Regions from separate parts of the Gossypium hirsutum genome. Here region 2 is linked to region 1. The links are chromatin contacts, called in public Hi-C maps. All regions are on one chromosome and are shown on one strand. The core of a region is the stretch at or near the end of the contact, and the rest is flanking DNA. Distances in the headings are between cores, read along the strand shown.

The links. A called contact is a pair of places that touch in the nucleus more often than the background predicts.
Region 2: a Hi-C map of leaf shows a contact between it and region 1, with 1.7 times the contacts expected there. The contact joins the promoter of LOC107913689 here to the promoter of LOC107913665 in region 1. A contact is called at or near these places in 4 of 34 Hi-C or Micro-C datasets (all in leaf).

Annotation. Positions count from the first base shown.
Region 1 is chrD11:35,809,641-35,815,683 of Gossypium_hirsutum_v2.1, forward strand. LOC107913665 (mucin-3A) reads right to left here and starts at 3,006. Exons shown (of 1, transcript XM_016842317.2): 1 at 851-3,006. The coding sequence starts at 2,446. The coding sequence ends at 1,133. LOC107911194 reads left to right here and starts at 3,805. Exons shown (of 1, transcript XM_016839075.1): 1 at 3,805-4,365. The coding sequence starts at 3,805. The coding sequence ends at 4,365.
Region 2 is chrD11:36,281,114-36,287,213 of Gossypium_hirsutum_v2.1, forward strand. It overlaps LOC107913689 (probable trehalose-phosphate phosphatase J), which reads right to left and starts at 4,510. Exons shown (of 9, transcript XM_016842348.2): 1 at 4,350-4,510; 2 at 3,971-4,149; 3 at 3,745-3,885; 4 at 3,575-3,646; 5 at 3,224-3,475; 6 at 2,989-3,136; 7 at 2,828-2,898; 8 at 2,638-2,730; 9 at 2,236-2,557. The coding sequence starts at 4,353. The coding sequence ends at 2,501.

The DNA.
Region 1 (6,043 bases), core at 1,756-4,255:
TTGATATTTATACGTTGTTTATTAGTTTGTATAAGTTGAGGATTAACTTTAGAATGCATAATTTTAATTTTCAAAGATTATATGTTGGAATCCTTTAGAATTATGTGTTTAAAGGTGAATTAAAATATGAAATTTATAGATATCCGATTGGCTGTGATTGGATCATGTCAATAGCAAAAGACAAAAGAGGAGAAAAAACCATGGTTGTGTCTCACCAATACCAATAAAAAGTTTGTTTTGTGAACTTACAACCATGATTTTACGTGCGAAATAAGGCAATGCCTCAGATATAGACTTTGCTTTACTTTTATGTATAAATTTAGAGAAAACTTATAAACAATATGGTATTGGTAAATGTTTTATAAAAATAGAATAAAATATTTAAAAAATATACAGGGAATCCATCCACGTTATTATAAATTAAAAACCAAAAAGTAATGAATGATGAAATTGTTTCAAAAAAGAAATATTTATATATTGAAGCACAAACTCACACTAGCGAAAAGAATATTTGAAATGTATTTAAAAGTGAGATTGCGGCGGCTTACGATACCCCAAATCTCGCCACCCATCACTCCTCCGCATCATTTTTATAACATTTATATTTCTTTTCATCTTCTTCTACATTTTCTTTTATATAAATATTCAGGGTAAGATAATATAATGATGCAAAAAGAAACTGGACATACTTAAAAAAAAAAAAGGACAAAACTCCGGGCAGTTTGCTATTTCTTACAATAAATTATTCCTGTCGTTTCGTTTTTCTTCTTTGTTGCACATAACATAAAACTAAAAATTCACACAGCAGAAAGAAATGTACAGTACGATAAAAGAGCACAGATTTTCATGGTTTCTTTTTCAATGTCTCATTTTCATTTCACATTATGATTCTTACAATAGTCAAAACCAGATAAGAAATTTAAAATTCGAAATTAAAACAAAAGCAGAACCATTTACATATATATAATATTTTTTTGATAAATACTTGTAAATAAAAAGGACTGGGTTTAAACGGGGGGACTACTGTTATCAATTATGTTCAAGTCATGGTTAATATGGGAGAGAACAAGTAAGATTCCATCTCTCTCATGCATCATCTCCTTCAATATTTTTTAGTAATATATAGATACTCCTAATCTGAAGAGCATATCCATGATTCCACCATACCTTCACTTCTTGTAGCCACATTTTCTTCTGCCCCTTTATCGCCATTAAAATCCGAAGAAGACAAGCTCTCCACTTTCCCATTCGAGACTCTGTGGGAGTTACTGTTGTAGCTTCCATTGATGGACCGTGGAAGACTTTGATCATGTTCTTGGAATCCTCTTCTTTCATTTCTTGGCAATGCCCCTTCTAATGATACCATGTTTTGGACCCCACAGAGGTCGGTATTAACGTGACCCTGGCTCAACCCAAACTCATCTTCTAAAACACCCATTTTGAGAGGAGTGCCATTTGATGGAATATCTAAGCACCCTTGAATGGTTGAATTGGGAAGTGGGTATTTTTGAGGGTCTCGAAGGAGAGGTTGGAAGTTAAGAATTGGGTTTTGCATGCTGATGTTGAGGAGATTTTGAGGCTGTTTTAAAAGGCCTAACTCTGATGGTAGTTGGTAGTTAATGGGGGTTGAACTAGTAGTAGTGCTGTCGTTAGTAGCGGATGCAGAAGTGATATTGGTAATAGGAGTAGAAGCTACAGAAGAGGAAACAAACGAGGGAGACTGGATTTGGGGGGCAAATGGTCTTAACAGATAATGCGAAGTTGAAGGGTCTAAATGAATTGATCTTAGAGTGGAGGAGGGTGTACCACCAAATATATCAAGCCTAGTTCTCGGGAAAGCTGAGGACGTAAAGGGTGGTGCAGGGATCCCAGTGAATTCCTGAACCATGGCTCGGAAATTAGTGGTGTCTGTGGTCAAAACAGTTGTTGGTGCACGCCTTGAAGCTCTTGATCTCTTCTTAGTGTTCCGCACCCTCACGCCTGAGACTGAACTTCTTGTATCACTGTCGGGTCCTTGAGGTATTTGCACAGAAGGAAAAGTGGCTCTGCTTTGCGCTTGTTGGTTGCTGTTGGTCAACTGTTGTTGTGTTGGTGATGATGAAGCTACGATCCCACCAACACCAGGGCTACCGGACTCAGATCTTAGATTTTTGGACCAAACAGCATCAAGATTTCCAAGAGGATTTGGGTTTGTTGTAAGATGCTGTGATCTTTGATCAAAGTAGTTTGATAAAGGGTCAAACATAGCCGATGAAGAGTGGTTCTGGTATTGCTGGCGTTGCGGAGGTGGAGACGGCAGCTGCGGTGGTTGGTTAACCAAGTCACCATGACCAATATGACTCGATGCGTTATTGTCCAAAAGAGCTGAGATTGACTCACTGTGTGAATCATACTCTTCACTATCACCACTCGAAGATTGCATACTACCACTATTACCAGAATCCATACAGCAAAAAAGAAAGAAAAAAGAAAAGGACTTAAAAGGAGACGGAGATTGTTTTCTTACGTTACTATTACTCGAAGACTCATTTAAGAATGGAAGCTACAAAACAAAGCATGAGGTAATACAAAAGGGAGAGAGAAAGAAATGGAAAAAGGAAGAAAAAGAGGAAGATCTTCTGGAAGGAGGAGCAATCAGAAAGTACCCATGTTGTCTTTAAGCTCTGATCTGCAAGGAACACAGTATAGTTTGCTTTTACTTTGTGTATGAACAAAAGGGTATGCCGTCAAGCAAGGAATTAACAAGGTCAGGGATCACAAATCAAACTAAGTGGTTGCCCAACAGAGGTTAAATGAAAGTAAACTTTGTTTTGAACAAAGGGCTTAAAATCATTTTCCCTTGTAAGGGTTAAAGACAACTATTTTGGGGGGTGAAACTTGAAAGACGTTTGGTTCTCTAAGCCTTTTTCTTTCTAAAAAAGATGAGGGGGTGGGTGGGGCACCCATGTGTGAGTGATGAAAGGTAATTGGGTTCCGAGGACAACATACTTGCGGTTTTTGATCCTTACAGTGTGAAAAGGAGAAAAAAAAGATATATACTACTACAAATGAATATAATATATGGTTACTATTAAAGAATATCTCTTTGAAATTTTAATATATGCATTTTAATATGTTTAAAAATTAATTTTCATTTTGTTGGGGAATAATGAGGTGGGCAAGCAAACAATTTTGGGAAGATGGTTGTTGAGTGAATTGTATAAAAGAAAAAGATGACAACAATCACCGCCATTCCTTCTCAAAACCCATAAAAAGGAAATAAAAATGTGTGATAAATGCATGCCGTAAATAATGAAATATATAATTCGGGGTAAAAACTCTCCACTTTCTCTCAAATAATAAATTTAGTATTGATTTTAAAATTTTAATAAATTTAGCTTCAACAGTTATACATTTACAAAAATATCAATTAGCTAAATTTGTTAAATCATTACTAAATTGATAAAATATGTAAATTATGAGAGCTAAACATGTTATTATACCAATCAAATTTATGTAAAATTGATGGAAAATATTAATGTCGTGTTATTCCTACTGCATTGTATTGCATTATCATTGTTATTGACATATTAATACTACATACGATATTATATTTTCTTACAATCTTAAGACAAATTATTTGTTGTAGTTTTAATCTAAGATGTATCGAACTAATTTAAGATTGGTTTATACTTTTGTTTCGGATTTTAATTTATTTACAGATTCTGGTTCTTCATTCTAATTATAGAAAAATGTCTTATACGTCAAACAACTCATCCAATTCAAAGGCTAAGGCGATTTGCGAGCCAAACGTTACTTGTGACTATGAGTCACAATGAAAAGCCTGCTAAATTCACTGGAGAGAACTTTAAAACGTGGCAACAGAAAATGTTGTTCTATTTGACAATGTTGAATATGGTAAAACTTCTGAAGGATGATCCTCCTATTTTTAAAAATGATGAGGAAGATGCTATTACTGCCTTCAACATTGTCGAAGCATGGAACAACTTTAATTTCTTATGCTATAACTACATTTTGAACAGTTTATCTAATGAACTTTATGAAGTATACAATATCAAGAAAACGACTAAGGAATTATGGGAATCGCTGAACCATAAATACAAAATTGAAGATGTTGGTGCTAAGAAATTCTTAGTTGCCAAGTTCTTAAACTTTGTAATGGTTGATTCTAAAGTTATTGTAAATCAGGTGCAAAAATTCCAACTGATCATTCATGGTATTCTCACAGAAGGGATGGATATAAGTGAATCCTTTCAGGTGGTAAACATTATTGAAAAACTTCCCCCTGCTTGGAATGACTTTAAGAACTATCTTAAGCATAAGAGAAAAGAAATGACAGTGGAAGATCTAATTGTCAGACTTTGAATTGAAGAAGACAATTGTGGTGCGGCTAAAAGGCTAAACAAAGCAACCAACCCTAACTTTGCCAAGGCAAACGTAGTGGAAGTCAAAAAGGACTCCAAGAAAAGAAAACATTCTCAGACTAGGTCTAAACTAGGACCAAAAGGCAGTGTCTTCAAGAAGCCAATATTCCAAGGAAAATGCTTTAATTGCAATAAGATGGGACACAAGTCATCCAATTATAGACTTCCAAAGAGAGTTAGAATAAACGAGGCCAATGCTGTGGAAAATATTTCTAAGGAAGTATCTAATATTAACTTTTACGTTGTGGTTTCTGAAGTCAACTTGGTTGATTCAAATCCAAGAGAATGGTGGCTTGATACTGATGCCACACGTCATATTTTTTGTGACAATGACTCATTTGTTGAGTTGGTTCCTTGTGAGAAAGGGGAGAAACTCTATATGAGCAACGCTGCAACTTCCAAGATCAATGGGAAAGGTACTGTGATTTTGAAGTTGACTTCTGGAAAAAGTTGAAACTTCAAAATGTGTTGTGTGTGTTTGACATACGCAAGAAACTTGTCTCTAGAACCCTCCTAAGTATGCATGACTTTAGGATGATATTTGAATCCCAGAAGTTAGTTTTGTTAAAATGAGGAACGTTTGTGGGAACGGGATATGTATTAAATGATATGTGGAAACTCAATACTATATTTGTAAAAACTAATACTATGAATAAGAATGATGCTTCTTCTTTTGTTTATATGCTTAAGTCATTTGATTTATGGCTTGGTTGACTTGGACATGTTAATTCTAATATTTTACATAAATTAATTAACTTATATCACATTCTTTCATTTCACATTAATTAAAATCATAAATGTGAAACATGTGTTGAGTCAAAACTAACAAGGTCTTTATTTTAATCTGTTGAAAGAAATATTGAATCACTTGATCTAATACATAGTGATATTTGTGACTTAAAGTTTATTCAAACTAGATAAGAGAATAAATATTTTGTTACCTTCATTAATGATAGCATAAATATTGATATGTATATTTGCTTAAAAGCAAATATGAAACTATAGAGAAATTTGTTTTCTATAAGCAGGAAGTTGAAACCCAACTTAATAAAAGAATTAAGAGGGTGATAAGTGACTATGGTGGTGAATATGTTGAACCATTTGGTAAATTTTATGCACAACATGGTATTATTCATGAAGTGACACCACCATACTCTCCTCAATCCAATGGGGTAGTAGAGCGTAAAAATCGAACCCTAAAGGAAATGATGAACGCAATGTTAGGAAGTTATGAGTTGTCACAAAACAAGTGGGGGCAAACTATTTTATCATCGAATTACCTTTTAAATAAGGTGCCCCACAAGAAAAATAACAAGACACCATATGAGTTATGAAAGGGTAGGAAACCTTTCTACAACTATTTGAAAGTGTGAGGATGTCTTGTAAAGGTAATGGTTCCTTTACCGAAGCAAATGAAAATAACTCTTAAAATGGTAGATTGTATTTTCATTGGTTATGCACGCCACAGCAGTACATATTGATTTCTTGTACATGAATAAAAGAATCCTGGAATTCACAAGAATACGATATTGGAATCTAAAAATACCTCATTCTTTGAAAATATATTCCCTTGGAAAACAAGGAAAGTTGGGTCAGGTTCAACAAAATGAACTTCAGAG
Region 2 (6,100 bases), core at 3,260-5,759, 470 kb after region 1:
TAAACAAATAATTTAAAAATTATGAAAATATTTAAAATTTTAAAAAATTATAAAAAGCCCATAAAAATTAAGAAAATTTAACATAAAGTACATGTGGATTGTAATGTAGGCTACCATATTTAAAAGTTTAACTTTTTAGTCAATATTTTTTTGTTAAAAAACAAGAATTCAACTATTTTTAAAAGATTGATGATCAAATTTTACTCCTTTTAAATAGTTGAGAACCAAATTGACAAAAAAAAATGTTAAAAGGCTAAATTTATCTTTATCCCTATACAGTTTAGTTTTGACAATCTTTCTTGTTGTTAACAAAACAAGCATACAAATCTTTGAATGAGGTATGGTTTGCACACAAGGTTTAAACTCCAAACATAATGGAACGAAGCATTTGCCATTAAATCACTAACATGTTAGCATAATTGATATTTGTTGGTGATATGATAATATTCATTACGTTTATAATTACAATAAACTATATGTACCAAAAGAGAGAGAAAAGACGGTAATAAAATAAATCCGAAGAGCATTAGGAGACCACTTTTGAATCTATTCCATTCTAGATTTCAGTCCAAAATCAGGGGCTGGAATATCCTTTTTTTTTTTTACCTTTTCCTTTATTGAAGATGCTGATGGAATAAGGGATTTTTCGTAAAATATGGTTTTTTTCAGAGACATGTATGTAATTATAACCCCTAGAGATGAGTTGAAAGCAAGGTGCGAATATAAAGGTGGCAACCTACAGGTCAATAACACTCGCATCTATTTATCCTGAATTGATACGGTAATAATGCAACCATTTAGAGGCTCGTCACTCATTTTGTTACCTTCTATAAGAACTTTCAAGACTCTATATATACCCTCAAATATTCCTTTTTTATCTTTACGATTTTTATAATTTATTCTAAGTTTTGTGTGCATACATTTTCTATAATTTTCAAAGGCTATGAATATAAGTTAAATTTTAATTTATTATTAAAGGTTTCACATATGATTTTGATCTTGAGGATCATTAAAATATTCACACTGATTTTTTACTATTATTATTGTTATACCTCCACAAATAAAGACATGTGGCAGATCGAAAGGTATGTACTCCACCTGCCACAAATCGAGAGGTCGCTAGAAGCTTCACTCCTCATCTTAGCCATTTAGCCTTTTGTTAAGGACATGATCGTTTTAGTCATCAAACCTCACGTAGGTTCAACTGCTCCATACCTCTAATCAAAAGGAATAACAAGATATGTCTTGTCATAGACATTCTTGTCCCATTGAAGACATCCACCCCATACATCCCACAATGTTATTCTGCACCGAACCTCACCTATAAAGAGCCCCTAAACGGTGAAGAGAGGATCAGCTCTTGAATATACTTGCCTATACTCTGTCAACTTACCTTCAGCACTTAACCTTCATACTTTCTTCACCTCCAGTCTCTATAACTTCCAACACTCTGCCCCGATTGGGTGAAACGGCCTCCATCAGCACCACTGTACCCTCCTCCATATTACCTTTGTATCAAGAATTATATATATTTTTGTTTTATATTCCAAATACATCATGTTTTTATCAAATTCTTTCACTTTCAAGAGACTAAATCTTCTCCACCCTCAGTTAGTCCTTTTACAGTGTCCATTCAGTTAAATACCAAACTGTCTGTCCGCTAATGAAGTGACAAAGGCAGCATTCTTTATAGAAAAAATTTAAAAAAAAAATGAACTTATTCACAGACAAGGTTGGATAATAGCTGAGAAATTTGGCCCAAAAAGGAAATTAGATTAAAGTTAAAAGCACAAGCATAAGCATAGGCTTAGCTTTTTATTTTGAGTTAACAAAAACAAAAGCAATAACTTAAAATTAAATTTGCAGATGCATATGCTGAGTACCTGAAATTTAAGTGTTAAGTAGCGCATCAGACTTTTTAAATCAATTTTCAATGAATATGCTTAATATTATAATTCCCTTCCACGAGAAAACTTTATATTCATCAATATAGTGAAAATGAGATAGTTTTGTTTTTTATGTTATTCGTATTCAAGTGTTATCGTCCAATGTAAGTAAACATTAGATATGAGTATGTTCAATCAGTTTTTAGACTTGACATTATAATTGCTGAATCATTTCTCAATACTTATATTTGAATATATATCCAACATAAATATTTAAAAGATTAAATGAAGAACCAAAGCAACGTAAACTTTGCTTTTGTTAATAAGAGGGATAAAGAGAGAAACAAGGAGAGTAACATTTCTATGCATAATAGACGAATTATGAAGCTACAAGTCATTACCCTTGTACCATGCTAGTTACAAGATGTGCAAGGCCTTCAAGCCTAGAGATACAATACATGTATTATATATATATATATTCTTTTTTTTTTCTTGTTCATTTTTCTTTATCTTGAACAAGAATTTACTACATAATCTCGTCCCAACCCTTTATATTTCCGTTTGCTAGGGTGGACAAATATTTTTCCATATCTTCCTAATTTTTAAATTTTGGATTAAGCTCCCATAGATAATTGTTTCCATTCAACCAGACGCTGTAAAAAATCCATAACCTGCAAGAAAGGAAAGATTATGATCAAGTTACCAAAACAAAAATAAAATAATACTTGTTTGTGCTAGTTTTGGAACTTACCTCATCTGGTTCTTGTAAAGAATATGATGCATTGGTGTCTTTGGGGTACTTTGAGACAAGAATTCCGAAACCTTGTCCTCTGTCTCTCAATATCTAATAACAATGGGAAAAAAACACAACTGTTAGCACAAGATCTACAAGTTTAATAAAGCAAAGACATGCCTTGCCCTTAATTTTGAGCATTGGATACCTTAAATGCATCTTCATCTGTGCGATCATCTCCGATATAGACAGGGAAAACATCAGTACAGTTAGCGAATCCTATAAAAAGATGTTTATAATAACTGTTAGTACACATACTCCCGTCAATACATCAAATATTATTTATATTTAAAAAAAAAAACAACTTACCAAGAGATTCTAATAAAATTTCAAGGGCTTTCCCTTTGTCCCATTTAATAGTAGGACGGATTTCAAGAACCTTTCTACCTTGAGTTAGTCGTAGCTTGGGGTACTCCTTTAAAACTGAATTAACCTGTTGTGCCAGTTCACTCCATTTCTGTTGTTTTGAAGCAAAGGGTCAAGTGCCAATAAAATAGTCGGAATAATTCTAAGTTAATAATAGTAATTTGGCTTTTTTTATTACCTTTTCATCAACACAACGGAAGTGTACAGAGAGACAGAACTTGTTGTTCTCCACCTTAGCTCCTGGAGTTGATTTGGTGGTCTCAACCAATTGTTTGTAAACCTCGTCAATCATGGGAAGAAATTCATTTGCTGGTTGGAAAAGAACATGTTCTGTCACTTTGTCAGTTTTGGAACGTTTCTTTGGCCCTTTAATGTCCATGCCATGACTTCCAGCGTAGTACAGTTCAGCTAATTTCACAAATTTATACACCTACAATTTTGCAAAAAAAAATGAAAAAATATATTCAAGTTCGGGGGAAAAAAGTTGGGCGTTTTTTTTTAGAATAAAATTTGTGGCCTGGAAATGTACCTTGTCTCTGCATCTGCCACTAACTATGGCAGTAGGAAAACACTTTGCTAGCTTTCTCACTGTCCTTCTCATCTGGTGTACATAAGCATGAAAAAGTTAAGTATTGATGAAAATACCCAAAAGGGTTATACAAAGGTTAACCATAGTTTTATATAAGACAAATAGGCAACCTTGTTGGACATGAAAGCTCGATCTGGATCCTCAACAATTGGTGAAAGTGTGCCATCGTAGTCCAGAAACATTACTATTTGTTTCCCTTTCGATGCATCTATTATCTGCTCAAACATCTCCAGGGCAGATGGATGGTGTAGCTACAAAACAAATCAGAATCTTTGTTGGGTTGAAGAAAGAGCAAACCCACTTTTTGTTGAAGGGTTGAATAGCTTTAGAACTTACATTCCAGGAACCTTGATCATTAGGTGTGGATTTTTTATGAGTTGGTGAAGAAGCTCTCATGGAATCAACCCATACACTAGCTCTTGCCCCAGCATTGATTTCAAGGTTGTGCAGCAACCTCTTTGTTGAAATGGAGATATAACCATGAGGTGCTGGCGGCTTTTGAGCTGATACTGTCACTGTGATTGACATGTTGAGGACAGATTTTGCATCAGTCATTATATTTTGACCACCACCACCCATATTCTTTGCTCTCTCTTCTAAGAAACTCACTATAACAAAACAAAGCATTTTTAGTAAAAAGCTACCTTAAAAACTAAAAAGTCCACAGTTCTCAATAGGTCCCCAAAATACAGAATAACAACAATAAAGAACTTACCCATTTGTGGATATTATGGCGTCTAAAAAGAACCAAGTGTTAAGATGTTAATGTGAAGGTAAAGAGGAGGAGGAGGAGGAGGAGATTTGAAACAGAGGAGTATACAGAGTACTCAAAGGAAGAATAGGCAGAGAAATATGAAGAAGAGAATGTATGTGAGAGAGACAGAAGGGGATTGAAAGCCCATTTTATAGCAAACCAGACACAAAGCGACGAAACAAACTAACTATGCCTCTCTCCTAAATGTGGGACCCACCGTCCTCCATGACCATATCCTGAGTTTTTGCTTTAAGGGGCTCCACCGCCACGTGGTCCCACAATCCAAATCCCATGCCTTTGTTGAAACAGCCGTCTTTAGCCTTAGCAGTGTGAAGTAAAAAGGCAGTTTTAACAGGCTGCTAGCAGTTATGCCATGGACCATAGCCTTGGATGGCTCGCATCATATGGGTTTGTGCCACCTGTGCTCACCAAATCGCATCATTTAGCTTGTTAGGTCTGTTCTTTAGTTCTCTATGCAAAAGTTTTATTAATAAATAAATCCTCTTTAAAACTTCACATGAAGCTAGTCAGTATATCTAATTTGATCCAATAGAAAATTATTGTTGTGTTTCTATTGGCTGAATCTAGTCCAGTCTTGAAAATTGAGACAGAACAGTGCCCAGCTCTGCCCAATGTTGGGGCTCATTTAATTAATTAATTATTGTTTATAGTTTATCCTCATTTTCTCTGCTCTTTTGTTTCTGTAAGTGGAAGCATCAGTCGATTACCATTACTTGCATGCCAAGGATGTGATTTACGGTACGAGATTCTATATATCCCTCGCTTACTCAACTTGTTCAACAATTGTCGATTAATTTCAACATAATAATTTGAGATTCATAAAGAAATTTCCTAACATCGGTTTAATCTAATCAAACAATCATGTTTAATTCAAGAAACGGGGAATTGATTCTCCAACCCCTTTGACTGGAAGATGTTTTGAATCTCATATTCTGTATAAGAGATTCTTATATTAAAATTTTCTTAATTCGCTGTGGTTCTTTTATTTCTTAATTAAGTTAAAAAATTTTGGTAATTCACGACAATATATCTGAAATAGAAAGATTGGAGAATCGAAGTCAAATCCCATAATCAGCAATCAATGTAAACGGTCCAAGTCTACAAACAACACTTTGCTTTCTTCTACATATTTTATCTAGGGATGTTGTTGTGCTAAGTGAACTGAATTATACTCAAATTATGCGTACTTTTAAGATAAATATTCCATATTTGGAGTTTTGGAATATTCGGACCGTTTCTTTTTCTTTTTGCTAGGCAGCCGGTTTTCTTTTAATTAAATATTAACTATTTGGTTAAATTATGCTATTAGGCCATGCACTATATGTAAGTTGCAAATTTAGTTTCTATGTGACCCAGTTGTTGGATCCAAATATAAAATATTATATTCTGTTGCCGAAACAACTTACTTTTCTATCTTACTTTATCAAAATGGAAACATAATGGTAAAATTATTTTATAAAAATTTTTGCAGCATTTTTGCCTATTTTATGTTAAAAAAAAACCCTTGCAAAATTTAGATTTCACAATATATCAACATTTAAATCATCTCCCAAATCAATTCCCAACACTTAGATTTTTCGAAACATACCAATAAACTAGGTTTCTATGCTTTACTATTTCATTAAAACAAAAATTATAAAATACTAGCAAAGAAAACATAACGAAAATATTTAAATTCAGTTTACAACACA